Linked DNA regions of Mus musculus: regions 2, 3 and 4 are each linked to region 1. Evidence: chromatin contacts called from public HiChIP or PLAC-seq and promoter capture Hi-C data. All regions are on one chromosome and are shown on one strand. Each heading gives the region's core, a stretch centred on a gene start, on an enhancer-like site or on the middle of the called end of the contact. The rest is flanking DNA. Distances are from core to core; before and after follow the strand shown.

The links. Promoter capture Hi-C pulls out the DNA fragments that hold promoters and counts their contacts. HiChIP or PLAC-seq counts read pairs in DNA pulled down with a chosen protein or histone mark.
Region 2: a promoter capture Hi-C map of liver shows a contact between it and region 1, with 3 times the contacts expected there. The contact joins the enhancer-like site here to the promoter of Zfp952 in region 1. A contact is called at or near these places in 13 of 39 promoter capture datasets (the 3T3-L1 cell line, 3T3-L1-derived adipocytes, the C10 cell line and 7 more), 1 of 115 datasets of contacts at active chromatin or transcription factors (large pre-B cells) and 1 of 9 other capture datasets (macrophages).
Region 3: an H3K27ac HiChIP or PLAC-seq map of bone marrow-derived dendritic cells shows a contact between it and region 1, with 5 times the contacts expected there. The contact joins the promoter of Myo1f here to the promoter of Zfp952 in region 1. A contact is called at or near these places in 16 of 39 promoter capture datasets (the 3T3-L1 cell line, the C10 cell line, the HPC-7 cell line and 8 more), 2 of 15 datasets of contacts at CTCF or cohesin (large pre-B cells and pro-B cells), 6 of 484 Hi-C or Micro-C datasets (DN3 thymocytes, embryonic stem cells and reprogramming fibroblasts), 9 of 115 datasets of contacts at active chromatin or transcription factors (T-cell acute lymphoblastic leukemia, acute myeloid leukemia, bone marrow-derived dendritic cells and 5 more) and 2 of 9 other capture datasets (embryonic stem cells and macrophages).
Region 4: an H3K4me3 HiChIP or PLAC-seq map of the 230-238 cell line shows a contact between it and region 1, with 7 times the contacts expected there. The contact joins the promoter of Adamts10 here to the promoter of Zfp952 in region 1. A contact is called at or near these places in 18 of 39 promoter capture datasets (the 3T3-L1 cell line, 3T3-L1-derived adipocytes, the C10 cell line and 13 more), 3 of 15 datasets of contacts at CTCF or cohesin (the NIH/3T3 cell line, large pre-B cells and pro-B cells), 6 of 484 Hi-C or Micro-C datasets (the HL-1 cell line, the NIH/3T3 cell line, embryonic stem cells and 2 more), 10 of 115 datasets of contacts at active chromatin or transcription factors (the 230-238 cell line, embryonic stem cells, forebrain and 3 more) and 3 of 9 other capture datasets (embryonic stem cells, liver and macrophages).

Annotation. Positions count from the first base shown.
Region 1 is chr17:32,991,653-32,994,484 of GRCm38.p6, forward strand. It overlaps Zfp952 (zinc finger protein 952), which reads left to right and starts at 1,487. Exons shown (of 4, transcript NM_001045559.1): 1 at 1,487-1,606. The coding sequence starts at 1,586.
Region 2 is chr17:33,665,580-33,668,411 of GRCm38.p6, forward strand. It overlaps Hnrnpm (heterogeneous nuclear ribonucleoprotein M), which reads right to left. Exons shown (of 16, transcript NM_029804.3): 6 at 915-1,106; 7 at 1-66. Among named protein-coding and RNA genes, the nearest start is that of Hnrnpm, 18 kb to the right of the region's middle. Within about 2 kb of position 1,447, at least 4 of the 459 cell types and tissues checked have an H3K27ac peak or open chromatin away from gene starts, as enhancers often do. A contact at or near this core is called in liver, where this site is marked.
Region 3 is chr17:33,554,307-33,557,138 of GRCm38.p6, forward strand. Myo1f (myosin IF) reads left to right here and starts at 1,401. Exons shown (of 28, transcript NM_053214.2): 1 at 1,401-1,550. The coding sequence starts at 1,548.
Region 4 is chr17:33,522,691-33,525,522 of GRCm38.p6, forward strand. It overlaps Adamts10 (a disintegrin-like and metallopeptidase (reprolysin type) with thrombospondin type 1 motif, 10), which reads left to right and starts at 1,395. Exons shown (of 25, transcript NM_172619.4): 1 at 1,395-1,568.

The DNA.
Region 1 (2,832 bases), core at 237-2,736:
AGTTCATGTTCCCAGGCCCAGGAACCAACTCTGATTCTGTTGTTTCACATGCTTCTTGCTTGTCTGATAACCAGTAAAGAATATATAAAAAAAAAAAAAAAAAAAGAAGTTGCCTGTTAAGGAAACTAAGGTACACACGCCATAAATCTATACACTGATTGCCTGTCATGACCTAACTGATTACATGCAGCTTGCCCACCCCTTTGCACCCTTATCATTTTGAGTTACAGGCCAAATGTCCAGGATTTCAAGGACATTGAAACTGGGTGGCCCCAGATAAGGCCCAGTCGCCAATGTGCATCACCTTCCTGACTGACTGCTCCCAGTCAGGGGCAGAGCCACAATGGAAACTCCTTTGTTCAACCCATTGTGTCAAAATATGAGTGGACGGGCTGGAGAGATGGCTCAGCGGTTAAGAGCACTGACTGCTCTTCTGAAGATCCTGAGTTCAATTCCCAGCAACCGCATGGTGGCTCACAACCATCCGTAAGGAGATCTGGCGCCCTCTTCTGGAATGTCTGAAGACAGCTACAATGTACTTACATGTAATAAATAAATCTTTAAAAAAAAATATGAGTGGACAATGCTACAGCCCACCCGGCTTCCCCCTGAACTTGTGGTTTCATCCTTTAATATGCTATACTATTTCCCTTCAGGTATGCAGTAGAGATCCCGAGCTGGCTACCTCTCTGTGTACTCAGAGAATAAAACTTTCATTTTAAGCTGCTGTCTTTGAAATCAATTTTCTTGGCTTCTCCCCGAACCTAACAGATCCACTGTGAAGCTCTTGGTCCAAAATCAGTGTTGATCTGGGAGGCTGAGACCATTTTACATTCCTGAATATAGAGGATTTCCTTGGGCAAAGAAACCTTTTTGGCTGACGTCCAAAGGCTGCTTTTCAGACCTGTTGAATCCTTTGTAGAAAACTTCGGGTGTGCAATTCCATTTTTCTCCAGACAATTTATAGTTGAATTCATTGTTGATATGTTTTAATTTTCTTGGCAGAAAACGGGTATATTGAAACACAAGGTTTGCGAAAGCTTTAGCTTAACCTCCCCAAATCTTGAGCTTGCATGTCAGGTCCTCTTTTTTTCCCTATGCCCCCAGATTGACATAGGGACTCTTCCTAAGGAAAAGTCTTGGGTTTTCTCCTTGGGGTACTGACACTAGAGGCTCCACTGTAAAGCTGTAGCATTAGTTCTTTAGGGGATAGGGTGTGTAGTTGGAAAACGCATGCACTAAGAATCCTGCTGAATGTTTCCTTAAATGCCACAAAACTTCAGGTTGCGCCAGGTTTGTTCTAGTGAAGAGCAAGCTAAAAGGGTCATGAGTGACAACTGTGATTTTAGCTGCAGCGGTACTCAGAAAGGCTGATTTCTTTTTAATTAAGCTCGTAGGAGGCAGGGGGAGTTATTCACCAATCAACGGCGCTGTTATTCCCCTGTCCAATAAGAAGCGCAGATAATCGAAGGGTTCCTCACTTGCTACCATCTTGAAGCCGGTGCAGCTGCGGGAAGAGTCGTGTCAACTCTTCTTCGGTTACTGTCACTTCTTCTAATTTCAGGCTCCTTGGAGAGGACACAGTATGCATCAAAAGCAGAGAATGGTGAGTGTGTCACGGGCTCCTGGCTTCGAGGATGGCAGATCTGTGACACTGCCAGGAGACCAGGGTCCAGTTCTGTCCCTTCACTACGAAACGGGTTTCATGCCAGTCCTTTCAGTGTGGGTCCATGCCTCGAACTTACACCTCTGCAGAATTTGCAGCGCTGGTAGATTGGTGATGCTGAACGCAAACTGCGTTTTGAACGACAGAGGGTGTGTGAGCGCTGTTGCGGGTCTTTCTGCCCTTGCACTTTCGTTTGCCCTGCTGTAGTTTTCCTCCGTGATCACGGTGTGTTTTTCTTTCGTTTTCTTTATTTTTTTCAGCTGTTGGGGGTCCCCCCAAAACAAAACACAAGCAGGCACAAGAGTCCAGCAAAGCAAGATCTTTATTTTAATTAAGCAGAAAAACCTGACCGGTCAGGGACAATAGCATAGACCCCGTCCCGGAAGGAAAATTGCACAGCATATTTCGGATGAGACCTCAGAGCAAAGGGGAGTGGAGTGAGTGGGCTGTAGCGTTGTCCAGCCGTATTTTGACATAAGGGGTTGGGCAAGGGAGTCGCCAATGTGATTTTGATGACTCCTGCGGCTTGTCACAGGAAAGGGGTAAAGGAATCATTGGTGATGAAGCCTCCCCTGGGCCACCTGGTTTCAAGGCTTTTTTCTCAGAATCTTGGTGGTCAGGCCTCATCCTGGACATTTGGTGAGTAACTCAAAATGATGAGGGGCAAAGGAGCTGGTTCCTGGGCCTGGGAACACGGACTCAGTTTGTTTCTGTCAGCAGGATAGTGAAGCTGTCCTTGAGATGCGTGGATTCAGACAACTGTCTCCTTACAGTAGGGCCAGTTGAACCCGAGGCTTTATTTATGTTAGGCAAAGGCTCCTTGTTGTGTAGAGGGCATTTTTCTCCATTGGAAATCTATTTCAACCTCGCTTTTGAGCTCTCTTTTGAATAATAATGCTGGTCAAAATAGTTAAAAGTGGAAATATGGAAAAATGGGGGGAAAGCCTGAGGGAAGGGATTCATGTAGCTGTAATTTGGTTTTCCTTGGTGGGTTTCTCCGAACAGAAAGAATTAGGAGAGTTCGTCAATTAGTCTTTAATTGGAATACAGTTCTTGGAAGAAATATTAAATCTTTGGTGTTTTTGCCTTCAACTACTTGTTCTATGTAGATAGTAATCTCTGACCATCAAGAAAGTCGGGGATGATCAGCCTGACACAAAGGCACC
Region 2 (2,832 bases), core at 197-2,696, 670 kb after region 1:
TCGGACCACCACACCAGCCATACTAAATACTTCCTTCAGTTTCTTCCAGCCAACTTTATAATCCAGCTAGGTGAAAGAAGAAGGTGAAAACTTCAAGGTAAACTTCTCTGGGGAAAAAGACACACTTTTACTATATTAAGATTGCTTTGACTGACTTTACAAGAAAATTAACTTCAGTTGAATTTTTAAATAGGACTGCAAAACTGGGCCTTAACTCTGCTATTTATTGCCTCTCTTCTTAAATGGAACAGAATAAGTCTCCTCACATTTAACAAGCTTTCCCCCTCATACTTAAAAAAGTCAGCAGGATGGTGGTGGTACCTGCCTTTAATCTCAGCACAGAGAAGGCAAAGGCAGGTAGATCTCTTGAGCCAAAGGCCCACCAATGCAACACCACTGAGAAACTGTCTTGAAAATCCCAAAAAGTCACTCTCCTTTTAAGTCTTTCCCCCCTTTTAACTTGTGAACCCACTCAGTTCTAAAAGTATTTGTCCTTGCAGAGAATAAAAATATCACCATTTACTCTAGATACAAAAAAAATGTGAAAATATTGATGGTCTATCCATTCTTCCCTTTACCTAAATAAACCCCAATTAAGGACGCGTACCCAGCTACTGCCTCTGTAGCATCAGAAAGCCTTAGGAAACAAGACCCTAATAGGACTGAGGTGAATCCTGAAGCCACAAATGCAGTGGTCACAAGAACAAAGTAGAAGGCCTACTTAAAATGAAAACAAGCTATCTACCATAAGTCTAACTTAAATTACTCGTATAACAGTGATACAATCAATATAAAGTGTTTTGTACATTTTTCTAATTTGTTTTCATTTTATTTAAAATTAAATGCACACTATTTTCACATTATTTCCGTCCCTCCCTATTTTTCTATTTTAGAGAATGTTCCCATTTACTTACATTTGCTACAAATACTGTGCTTCCAAGTCTTCCAGCCTGTAATGCATGGATAATCTCATTTGGGATGTTAGGATTATTTAGGATACTGGGTGGGATATTAATCATTCCTGGGCCACCTGGTCCCATACCCATCCCACCAGTCGTAGCCATCACCTTTTGCATTGCTCTCCTTGCATGTTCACCATCAGGATCCTGAAAAAAGCATAAAGCGTTACAGCTAGAAGTAGGTCAGAAGTAGGCTTGCAGAAACTAGTGGAACTGCTGCCTTCACCACTACAGAGGCTCTCGTCTGCTGAGGTGCAGCTCAGTGATAGAGTTTCTGCCTAGTATTCCTAAGTACAATCCCTACCCCCAATCATTAAACAAATAAAATAAAAAAGGCTCCCAGTAAAGCACAGTAGCAGTGGTGGTAAAGGTCTGTAACCTTAATTCTCAGGATTGCTACAGCAGCTCAAGGTCAAAGCTGAAGTAAAAAGCTTCAGGGAGGGCTCTGTCACAGTCCAGTCTGGTACCTCTTGCTGTGTACTCGAAGTCTGTCTTTGGATACGACTTAGAGTGGCAGACCTTATCATACGGCACAGTATACACCAGCCACTCCCATTACCAACACCAAAAAAAGCAAACAAAAATCTGCAGACCAACAGACAGTTTGAAAGGTATTTCTCTAATTATTAACAAATGAAATAAACCACAGCAACAAGAAGAGTTCTAGGAAGAGCAACAGTTCAGAAACAAAAAGCATAAAACTAAAAATCTAAAAACAATCTTCAATTTTAACTAAAATGAACGGGTAAGGGATAAAGGATTGGCTGACCAGAGTTAAAAATGCCAGATTGAAACAAGATCTTCATGGGCATGACTCTTACTAATTAGTGTTACTTATGTAAAACTCATCAATGATTTTTCACAAAGTCTTAAATCATCATTCTATAATCCAAGGTTCCCTAAACCCTTCAAGGGCACCAGTGTTGGCATTCAAGTACAGTCAATGCTGTGTATCAGTACCTGAACAGACTTATGGAAATTTGATGCTGGCATGACTATCTATCTTACTCTTATCTGTGTCTATGTGTCCATATAGAGGTATACAGCACATGTACGTGCACTGTGTATTTCCTGCTTGAGTGCTGGAAATCAAATGCAGATCCTCTCTGGAAAAGCAAAAAGCACTCCCAACCACTGAGCCATCTTTACAGCGTGACCCAATTCCTGAAGCCTGCCTCTTCAATTTACCATTAACACGTAAGAACTGACTTATACCTGACCATGCTTTCCTCAGAGTCTCAAATATGCTGTATTCTTCCAAAAGGAAAAGGTCTAAAAGAGCTGCCTTTAATCTACACACTCAGGCAGCTAAGGCAGGAGGATCATGAGTTATAAATTACCCTGGGATACACAGCAAAGAACTAATTTCAGATATTTTAACACTGTTCCCCAAATACACACACAGTCAAGGAGGCAAATAATATTTGGCAGTTAATAAAATATCCTTCTATAGAAAAAAAAAGTATAGTGGCAATCTTGTAGGCACAAAGCCCTGGGTTCAATCTTTTCCGCCACCACCACAAAAACAAACAATGAAACAAATAAAAACCCCATGGTTTGGATTTAATAAAGATGAATACATTCATTTTATAAAATTCAAAGAGGGATAAGATGGCTCAGCAGGTAAATAAATAAGCATTAATACCCGAGCTCAGATCCTCAGTCACCCAAGGGGGGAAAAAAAAAAAGCTGGGGTTGTGGGGCACGCACATCTAGGAAGGGAATGGGAAAGCAATCCACTGGCCCACCAGTCTAGCTTCAACAGTGAGGCCAGGTTTAGTGAAAGCACCTATCTCAAAATCTAAGGTAGAGAGACTGAGGAAGAAAAACATTCACTACTAGCATGGCCACCTGTACACACATGTGTACACAT
Region 3 (2,832 bases), core at 151-2,650, 560 kb after region 1:
GGACCAAAGATGGATTAGAACACAGGTCCCTGTTAGGCTCTCACCAGTCTGGTTTGGTCTTAGCCACCTCCCCAGTGGGTAACATGAGGAGGTGACAACTTCTAGGAACTGTCATTTCCTCCATGTCAACAGAAGACTCATTTGTGATCTGGTCTTCCAAAGACCAAGTACTGAGCTAACGTATGGTAGGCCCTACATGTGCTGGCTGCTGCTGATAGAGCCAAGTCAGGAAAACAGCAAGGCTGTAAGTGTGAAAACCCAGATTGGGCCAGGAATGGTGTGTACATCTTTGGGCCCCACAATCCAGAGGCAGGAGGATCTCTGAGTTTGAGACCAAATTTGCTACTTACAAACTCCAGACAAGTCAAAATTATACAGTGGAAACCCTATCTCAAAAACAAAAACCACAACAATATCCAGATTTGGGGTGGAGTGACAGTGGGAGGTGCTTGCTGGATAGAAGGCTCAACTGGATAGAAGATTACTTCCTGTAATTTCAGAGGACCACAGTTCAATTCCAAGCACCCATATCAGGTGGTTAACAGATGTAAACTCCCAGAGATCCAGTGCCTCCTGGGTTCCAAAGGTCTCGGTCTCTGTCTCTGTCTCTCTGTCTCTGTCTCTGTTTCTCTCTGTGTCTCTCTCTTTCTCTTTCTCTCTCTCTCTCTCTCTCTCTCTCTCTCTCTCTCTCTCTCTCTCTCTCTCTCAAGGCCAATAGCTCACTTTTCACAACAAGCATCAGGGCATGAGTTTGAATCCCCAGACCCCACATAAAGCCAGATAAAGGTAACAAATATCTGAGACATGGAGATAGGAGGTGGAGACAAGAGAATCCAGGAAGCTTGCAGACTAGCCTGATTTCCACAGTAGGAAAACAACAGTGATGCCTATTTCAAGGAGAAGGGTGAGAACTGGCACTCACCTAAGGTTGTCTTCTGACCTCCCTCCACACATTCATATGCACCCATATAGAAACGCACACAAAGAGAAATACAGACATTAAAGGGAAATAAGTCTTGTGGTGTCTTCTACTCCAGTTAAACTTCCCTTACTAACAGACCTGGCTTTGGAGGAACAGTCTACAGGGAGGACCATAAAGGGTTTCCATGGGAACTCTGAGCAGACACACATCTGAAATGGTACTTCCTTCCCCTGATTCTGAAGAGAACTAAGCGGCCAGTCCTGCAGTCAGCTGATTTGGGTGCTTTTTGCTGTAACTCTTTTCTTGAGGTAGATGATGGATAAAGGACTTTCTCTAGTCTGGCAGTGACTGCCCGCCAACTTTGACCTATCCCTTCAGGGTAAGCTCCAAACGGTTCCCTCAGCCCTGTCATTGCTGCTAGAGCTCAGAGCACTGTCCCCGCCCTCAGCTTCCCTCCCCTGTGGTCATGAGCCCTCCCGCAAAGGAAGTAAAAGAGGGGCTGTTACAAGAGGAACTAGGGCCAAGAGCCTGTGAAGGAGGAGAGCCATGCCAGAGCCACCCCCTAGAACCCTCTGAGCCTGCACCCCTGTCATTACCCACAGGAGCCTACATACCATCCCTCACCATGGTAAGTTGTTCAAGGTGGGATCTGGGAGTGGTAACCTGGTAGCACCCTCAAAACTTGGGGCAATGGTTATGAGAACCACAGAGCCTTCAGAGACAGAGTTCCATAGGACAGCACAGAGCACCCCATGTCCCTCACCAAGAATCAAGCTCCAATCTGCATCTGCCAGGCTGGGTATGAGGACCAATACTGCAACATAAATAGGAAAGAAAGTGTCCCTGAAGGAATTACACAGTCGTCAGGAAGAGAACATGTCCCTTTTCAGGGGCTTAGAGAACTAGGTTATCAACTCATCTCAGAACTAGTCTTCCCCTGCAGTTTGAAACAAGCTCTTCCCTCTCTTAGCCTCTGTTTCTAGAACTCTTATTTAGAAGTTGGTCTGGAGAAAGGAGTGTTTGAGGGGTGTAGGGCTTTTCTTGGGAACATTCATCAGAGGGATCTGTAGGTTTGGCCACTCTCATGGGGTGGGATAACAGTGCAAGTGATCCTAGGTGGTTTGACTATAACAATCACAGGGGCAGATGATAGCTCAGTGCGGGTGCTTGGCTAGTGTGCTCAAGATCCTGGGTATCATCTCTAGCACTGAAAATAAGTCATCATCATCCTCATTTAACTTCCAGGACCAGTTAATTTTACTAAGGAGGAGTTGGAGATGTGGGTGTGCGGCAGAAGATAGCAAAGGATGAAAAGGAGGGGGAAGAGAGAGCTAGGAGAAGAAAAGGAAAAATAGGAATGGAGATAAGGAATAGAAAGAAGAGGAGAGGGAGGGGATGGGGGTTTTCATAGGGGAAACCAAGAAAGGGGATAACATTTGAAATGTAAATAAAGAAAATACCTAATGAAAGAAAGAAAGGAAGGAAGGAAGGAAGGAAGGAAGGAAGGAAGGAAGGAAGGAAGGAAGGAAGAAAAAAAGAGGAGGAGATGGAGGACTAGGTGGAGAAAGGATAGAGGAAAGGTATACAAAGGAGAGACCGTTCTCCCTACTACCCAAGGATGGCAGTGGAGACGCTGCAGACAGAGATGTCACTACAAGTTCAAGTTGAAGTCTGTTGATGATGAGAAGGCTGGAGAATGATCAGCACCATGCATGGGTCTAGACTTAGCAGCATCATGGCACATACAATAAAAGCCAGTAGTGATTACACAAATCACCCCATGGCTCCACAAACCCACAGTTCACTTCAGCTTTCAATTTTTGTCATTCTGTCAATGAGAACAAGGGCATGTTCTTAGGAAAAGAATAGTTGTTGGGGTTCTTGGAGGTTATAGCAAACAGGACTGGAGT
Region 4 (2,832 bases), core at 145-2,644, 530 kb after region 1:
TGAAAATCTTCTCACGGTGAGTGTGGAAGCCATCCCTAGACTGGGGACAGGTGGCTGGAGCCACAGCAGAAGTACAACCTGAGAAAGCAAAGGCAGGTGCCTCAGGCCAAGGGGCCCAAGGGGCAGTTCGGTTAGTGGAGGCCAGGGGTGGGTATGGGTTCTAGGGATTGCAGTATGTAAAAGTTAACAGCCCCTCTGGTCTGGCAGGGTGTCCAGAGAAGTTGGGTCCGGGCAGGAGGGTTCGGGCACCATAGGAATTTTTCGTACAGTGCATGAGCCCTTAACATGCCATTTCCAAGTTCAAGACTAAGTTCAACGTAGAGACAGAGAACTACCTGTATCCCTAGCTGAACTCAGAACAGAGGGAATGTTTGTGGTTGAAACTCTCCTGCTCCCTCCCACAACCACCCCTCTTCCTCCCCTGCTCCCTACAAAGGCTGTCATTACCCCATTTCTAAGGATAAGAAAACCTAGAATCAGAGTCGGTCAAGGCCAAGGCCAAAGCCCACTGTGGGGGCCAATCTTGGAATTCTGAGACCAGGGGTAATGGTGTAGAACACTCCCACAATCAGGCCTGGATTGAAGCTGGTTGGAATCCCAGCTTTGCTCCACTGCACTGGTCATCTCCTGCATGTACAAACTCCTCGTAGATTTAAACACTGTGTCCCAAAGATGATCATGACGCCCCCCTGGCTGGACTTAGTTTTCACATCTGTAAAATGGAACTGACTAGGTCCTCTTCACTGCTAGAGAGTTAAAGCAAGTGAACTCAAAAGCAGAGCCAAAGCAGATCAAAGCCCCCGGACCGGAGCTTTGTGAAGGCTGGGACCCAACTCAGATTTATTCACTCAGCCTCGGGCACCATGCCTGGCACACGGAGAGGCGCCCAATAAATGTTTGCTTGAGCAAGGACCAGCCCTCAATAAATAACAGCTGTTGTTGACTCGGCTAACGGAGGCAAGGCACTGGGCTCTCCCCTTGTCTCAACCCCCTCGCTAGCCCCCAACTCAATTTTGCCCCTTTCTCCAGGACCCCCATCTCCTCCACCTCTTTCTATTCAAACTTTCCTCCCTCACAATTTCCCGCCTAACCCCTCCTTTCCGTCCTCCCCCCCATCCCCCTACTGTGTGCGTCCACTCCTCCCCCACTCTCCACCTCTGTCCCTTCACACCCCCTGCCTTCTTCTATCTCCGCCCCCAGCCTCCCCTCTCCCGTACCCCCCCCCCCAACCTTCTCCAACTCCCATCCCAAATTCCTCCTCAGCATCTCCACCCACACGGGCGCCCTTCGCGAGGCGGGGTAATCCGGGCTCCGGGGTCCTTGGCTTGGGTCCAGCCTGAGGCCCTGGGCGGCGGCGGCGGCGGAAGCAGCAGCAGCGGCGGGCGGGGTTTGGGTTTTTTTTTTTGGTTTTTCTTTTTTTTTAATAACCCTGGCAGGCTGCTCAGGAAGTGAGTGCCTTCCCGCGCCCCCTCCCCCGGCCACGCCACCGGGCGCTTGCTCCCTCCCTTCCTGTGCGCCGGGCGGTGAGTCTGTGCGTCTACAGCGGACCGAAGGCTCCAGGCACGCAGGTACTGGCGATCTGGGGACCCAGTTGGGCGGCGCAGTCACCGGAATGCAGTGATTATAAGTGACTTTGTGTGTCTCGGGGACAAGATGTGCTGGACGGATCCCGTTGTGCGAGTGCTGTGTTGGTGCCGAATGTCCCTAAGTGTTGCAGATACAGACTGCCTGTTTGGGTTGGCTCAGGTTTGGGGCGGGGGTCGAGGTCAGCCACGTATCCAAATGGTTGTGCTTCTGCGGATTGTATGACCTTATGGCTTTCAGCATCTGGGAGCGACTGTGTGGGCAGACTGTTGAGGTGTGTTGAGTGTTTGCCTAAGTGAGGGTAAGAAAAATGCCTCTCGTGCATGTAAATGCCAAGTGTGTCTGTCTCTGAATATTTGCGTTTCTCAGGAGTGTTATTAGTGGAAATGCCTGCATGCATATGTGTCTGAGTTTGTAGAATTTCTTAGTTCCCCCTGCTATGAATGTGTAAACTTGTGCATGTGTGTGTGTTAACTTTCTGTGTTAAATGAGCGTGTATAGGCTGCTAGGCTTGTGGCTTGTCTTGGACTGTGTAACTGTGCACATAGGCCTGTTTGTCTGGGTTTATGGGCTGTCTGGGTGTCCATGTGGAAATATGTGTTTCTGTATACATAGGTGTGGAGGTATGTAGTTGTGTGTGTTTGGGTTTAGTGAACCAGGCCTTCCTGCTATTCAAGTGTGGGTTGCCCTATAGAGTGTGATTGTGTTTGTTTGTGTGTCTGCCTGTGAGAGTGGAGCTGGGGCTGCTACTTCCCCTCAGATGGTCATCTATGCCACAGAACTCTGAAGCAAGGAGCCTCCCTACCAGGGGGAGACACACTTTAATTAACAGCTGGTTGGTGGTAATGGGAGTGGTGACCTGTGCAGCCCCTCCCCTTAGGCCTCCCCTCTGGCTGGTCCTTTTGTCTGTGTGCTCACAGCAGCCAGGCCAGATGTGCAGCGCCTGGAGGAAGCCTGCTGCCTCAGGCTGATGGCTGCCTATGCCTGGCCAAAGAAGCTCTGTCCTCCACTGAGAAGCCTCCACCTCTTTAGCTGGGTTTCCCGCACAGCCTACAAAAGTCTAGGTGTGGAGTGCTGGTCCCTATAGGATCCCCAGGATGTGATGGAGCCACACACATTCCCGGGAGGCTTTTCCCTCTTCCAGCACTTGTGCCCTTCCCCCAGGCTAGTGGCCTCCCTGCAGCCTGCCAGAGGAGGGGCCTGGGGGACAGGGGCCAAGCCTAGGTACACACACACACACACACACAC